Linked DNA regions of Triticum aestivum: region 2 is linked to region 1. Evidence: chromatin contacts called from public Hi-C data. All regions are on one chromosome and are shown on one strand. Each heading gives the region's core, a stretch centred on a gene start, on an enhancer-like site or on the middle of the called end of the contact. The rest is flanking DNA. Distances are from core to core; before and after follow the strand shown. Region 1 holds the start of LOC123094043 (remorin). Region 2 holds the start of LOC123089829 (heavy metal-associated isoprenylated plant protein 39).

Region 1 (2,700 bases), core at 187-2,686:
GTTGAAGAGTTGTTGCCAGGGTAAAGTGGGTAATGGATTATTTTGTTCTTCTTTTTTACCTCTTTCAGATGAACCTCTTGTACCTTCAGCATCTGGGGAAAAGGAAGAGAGATGTCAAGAATTTTCAGCAAATTATTGCAAGTCGTTTGCAAATGATGATCTGGATTGCTTAGTGTGGAACCACTGTGACTACTTATTAGGTTGTTATTCGTCACAGTGCTTAACAATCAATACAAAGGGGCAAATTTTGCACCGTCACATATTGCTTCCTCTTTGAGGAATCTTGAATTTGCTCTCCTTTAAATTCATTGCTTGGAAAAGGGGAAATTGTGCTTAAAAATCCTTTACAGAGAGAAGAATTCAAGTAAAAACAACGGTTAGTGGTGTTATCTCATACAGAATCATGATTGGAGTTGGACTTATGGGAAGTGTAAATTAAATGAGAGGACCTAGTAAACATAGACCAAGTAAAACCATATGAACCGGTAAGATGAAGACAAACCATATAGTATATATAAAAGAAATTCAGTGTTCATCTACCAGCTAGCTAGAGCAAATAAAACCATGACAAGTGGTGAGACAAAGATAAAACGTATCAATAGATAATTACTCTCCGTCTCTCTGATCATCTACCAAGAGCCTGTCGACCAATTTTTATTTTTATTTCACAGTATGAATTTTAATTGAAACTGGTTCACTTCTAATTTCACAGTATGAACTGAGAAGCAGGAACAAGATTTTCCAGAGCTACAAAGAAACTTTATGCACGTAGTATATGACAAGAGGATTCTAATTAAGAAAAAGCATCTCATATGGCAAGGACAATAATATACTAGTACTACTCCAGCTGGTACAGCTAGGCATGGAGATGGATGGACAGGCAGACAGGGGCCCTTGCCGGCCGATGATTGAGCTGTAGAAACAAGGGATATAGTTGGGTACGTACCCTTGACGACGGCGACGATGGCCTTGGAGTTGTCGGGCACGGGCACGATGGCCTTCTCCTCGGCGATGTCCTTGGTGGCCGTGGTCGTCTCCACCTCCACCTTCTTCGCCTCCTCAGCCGCCATCTGCTCTGCTCGGGTCGCTAGCTTCGAGCTCGATTCGACCAAGAAAAGGCCTCGGCGATCGAGATCTAACAAGCAGCAGCTAGCTTATAAGCAGCTTATAACTCGCTGGGTGGTGTGTATGGAAGAAGATGTAGGCTTATGTTCTCTTCTTCAGCTGATGGATCGGCGGGCTATATATGATCTGCGGGGAGGAGAGAGAGGGGGAAGAAAGGTAGACGGCGGGAGAGATGGGTTGAGAGTGGCTAGCTATCGTTATATCATAATCAATATATGGTGGCTTGGCTAATTGATTAACGAAAAAAATGTAGAATCAAGTGCTGTTCCAGGCTGGGTTGGGCCGGGTTCGCCAAGCAACAATATTGATATTCATGTCACACACACGCATAGCCGTGCTGTTCATTCGTCCTGGCTGTCGTTCACTGTTGGCCTATCGAATTGAAGCTTTTGTCCAAGTTTTGCGTGTGCTGGCCGAGGAAGAGAAATAATTGAGGCAGCGGAATCGAGATACTAGGTGGCAAGGTAGCGAGGAGCGCACCGGTACGGCGTTGGTGGCGGGTGCGTGTCAATGGCGTCACGGCAACTCATCTCAACTCTCCCTCCGGTGGCAATGGCAACGAAGTACGTACGTACGTACCAACCATCGCCGTCGTCGGGGTGGGGGTGGGGATGGGGATGGCCTGCTCGGGTGGGGATGGCGATGACAGCCGCCAACTCGGGTGTTCCAGGGTGCCATATGGCCCCCTCCACCGCACCGTACCGCACGCACGCACCACTTGTATGGATACCACCTGGGCCGCCTTGATACGTTTGCACAGTAGACACATTATGATGGATACTACATCAGTAGAGCATCTGCACCCGGTCCCCTTAGACCCTTCTCATGTTGAAATATATTGCCCGTCCCTCTTCATCCGTTCGGACTTTTAGATGAGTTAGCTCGAGCATGAATTCAACATGACATCTGAGCCAAGAGTCTTGAGTTCAAGACCCGCCAACGTAGTACTAAAACAAAAAAATCGACTAAATTACCCACAATGTGAGGCGGAGTGTTGAAATATATTGCCCGTCCCTCTACATAAGTTCAGACTTTTGGATGAGTTGGCTGAAGCGCTATTGAGAGAGAAGGAAAAGACGGTGACGTAGACTCAGCCGACCTGTCATATCATCTCTATACGTCCGGACCGGATTGTCCACAAAATATAAGGAGAATACAGGGTTCGTAGACGTTTACGGGCCGAATTTGCTGCAGTGCACATGCTCTTAGCGACGGGAACCTTTTTTGTCGATAAGCTTGCCTTTTCGCTCTCATGAGAATCATCTACGCATGATTAGTTTTTAGAGGATATTTAGCCAGCCAGCCAGGTAGTTAGTGCTAGTTGCACCAAACTAACAATGCAGCACTATCTGTCAACCTTTTTCCTGATACTCCAGCTAGCTAGTTGGTTAGAATTAACAAACATATACGTACTAGTATATACTATATGCCTTATGGCTTAGCTAGTGCATGCCGCCTGGATCATTACCCAGCTGTGCTGCTCTCCTCGCTTTCTCCAAAGTGACCAAATATACTCCCCATCCATGAACATGATTGCCGTATCCCCTAAACAAATTGACCAGCCCAACACATTAT
Region 2 (2,700 bases), core at 58-2,557, 200 kb after region 1:
TTCTTCTCCTCTTTCTTGTCATCCTTCTTCTCCTCGCCCTTCTTCTCCGCAGCCGGTGCCGGCTTCTTCTCCTCCTTGGCCGGGCCGACCGAGACGATGTCGATCTTGCCGAGCTTCTTGAGCCTCTTGGCGATGGCTACGGTGTCCATGGCGCCGATGACGGTCATCTTGTTGTCCTTGAGGTCCGCGGCTATCGAGTCGATACCTTCAACCAACCACGAGTAGAAAAATTAAAAGGAATGAGTTCATTCATGCTGGTTGATTGGTTGTATCTGCACTATGATTAGATGCAACAAAACTATATATGCTCATTGATTAAGCTATAGAAATCATGTTCATTGATTGATTACACCTCTTTTTTTTAGAATCCATTTATTGATTTGAATCTGCGCTATGATTACAAGCATATTATAGTGTGAGGATTTTGACCTTTTGTGCGAGGATCTGACCGAAGAGATCTCGGGTCATGCCCACCCACTCACAGTATACGAAGGACAGAGGAGGAAAGGACCCATGTGTAGTTCTACCAACTTGGCTCATCAAACAAACACAAGAGTAAAGCCATTTTCGTACTATGGTACAGGCATGCATGTAGCTTATGGCCCTACAGATTGACTTACCTGCCCAGCCACGTCTGATCAGGCATCGCGATCGAATATCGCATTATCGCCTAGCAATAATTCATGCATCCTTGCGAAATTCAGCTATGGTTCCAGAAATACCACAAGATGGAAAGATGAACTGACGATGAATGGCCGGGAGCCGGGAAGCATGGGAGGAGATTTTTCTGCCCCCTTCCTTTGTGAGATTCAAAAGATCAATCGAAGCAGCAACGGGAGGAAAATTCATGGGGTGCGCTTACGTACCGTAGATGTCGGCGACGGCCTCCATGGCTTTCTGCTTGGTCTTCTCGTCGGTCATGGTGGGAATCCTCAGCACCACCTTCTACATGCAGCACAATCAAGGAAGCGAGCAGTGAACAAACATTTCCCCAGGAGTATGTTCTCGCTCCCAATACTCATGGATTTCACTGACGCCATGATCGACTTAACATGCTAAAACTGAAGGAATCGAGGGAGAAGACACTCTCAAACTGGCGTACCTGGGCCATCTGGCAGGAGGGGAAAGGCCGGCCGGGAGAGACTCAACTCAAGAGGGACAGGAAACAGTGGGAACTTGTGAAGAGTGTGTGTGTGTGTGTGTGTGTGTGTGTGTGTGTGTGTGTGTGTGTGTGTGTGTGCGTGTGATGACGATGTTCTCCATGTCCATGGGGGAGGCTCTTCTTATACTAGAATGTTCGGACCTGATGGTGATCGGGTGAAGTGTCAACTTCGTGTGGAACGCCGAACGATCTGCAGCACATCCAACAAAACCCAAACCCAAAGCCGCCCGCATATACAAGGTGTTTCCCACACGGCCGGACACCCTCCAGTTCAGGAACTATCCGAGCTGGATTACATACAGGAGCATGGTTATATGCTTCTGTTCTCTTTCTGGTGGTATGACAAACACGTCGGTTTATTACCACATGGTGGTAGGCCTACAATTCTGTCTTGATTTGTATCTTGTACCACATGACAGACACGTCGGTTTCGCAAAATGAATTTAACCTTAACTCGTCACGTCGTATACACGATGGGGACTTTAATAATATGGTTGCATGCATCATTGCGATGCCGAGGCCGGGGTATTCCTCCTTTTTCAAAAAAAAAGAAACTCGTCTCATCATTATGTTACCCGGTGGAGTCAATATACGCGGCTCACATATCACATCTTGCCACAGTTGATTTTTTTTTATACGAATGCCTTCATGGCTAGCTTTTATTAACTTAAATCACACCTACATCGTCTACTCATTAAGATAAAATAAAACCTGGATGTGTATCCGATCACAACATCGGTGGATTAGACCTCCCAAAACTAGCTAGCTCATGGGCAACCATGTTCGACTATACAATGTTCAATAAAGACCTTCCCGAAATTCGCAAGTAGACTTCGACATTCATTGAGGATCGGTGCAGCCCACCAACGAGTAATCCTCGTTTCCATTCAATGCATCAACCATAGTCACGTTATGAGTTTCGACAACCACCTTCTCACATCCCTGACTGAAGGAGCAAAAGTCTTTGACATGGCGCTTCCGATTCAACAGTAACCACGTCAGCTACATGTTCCGTTCCAGCAACAGCTGCTGGAGTAAAGTCTCTAGTATGATCACGAATGACAGCTCCACAAGAACCACCGTTATCATCATCAGAGAAAGACGCATCGACGTTAAGGATTAGGAAACCAGACAATGGTTTCTTCAAGTTATTCCGGAGAGTAGTTGTCTCTATTTTCCTTGGTGTGCCAACATGGGAACCTCAGTTGAATTTCTAATACTCCTAGAAAGTGAGCTGGCTGGAAAAAGAATGATCACATCGGAGCGTCGTGGTCATGTTACCCGATGGAGTCGATATTCGCCATGAAGTCGAAGCAGCCGATATGAAGAACAAAGCCGTTGTGGCCACCTCCCGCATCCAAGACGCTCGTTGATGCTTGGAACGCATCCAAGGCCAAGTCGAAGCAGCCTAACTAAGTCCCTCTCCCTTGAGGTCTCCAAAATGGCGGTTGCCAGCAAAATAAAACCGCGTTTTAAGTTTCTCGTTCCATATCACTGAAATTACTTGAAATGTCAATACCTTGTACGTGGTGTTGAAC

The links. Hi-C and Micro-C count contacts between places; a contact is called where the count stands out from the background.
Region 2: a contact with region 1 is called in a Hi-C map of leaf, with 2.8 times the contacts expected there. The contact joins the promoter of LOC123089829 here to the promoter of LOC123094043 in region 1. A contact is called at or near these places in 2 of 5 Hi-C or Micro-C datasets (both in leaf).

Annotation. Positions count from the first base shown.
Region 1 is chr4B:667,824,352-667,827,051 of IWGSC CS RefSeq v2.1, forward strand. It overlaps LOC123094043 (remorin), which reads right to left and starts at 1,437. Exons shown (of 5, transcript XM_044516123.1): 1 at 947-1,437; 2 at 60-92. The coding sequence starts at 1,070.
Region 2 is chr4B:668,023,431-668,026,130 of IWGSC CS RefSeq v2.1, forward strand. LOC123089829 (heavy metal-associated isoprenylated plant protein 39) reads right to left here and starts at 1,308. Exons shown (of 3, transcript XM_044511401.1): 1 at 1,103-1,308; 2 at 867-945; 3 at 1-205. The coding sequence starts at 1,111.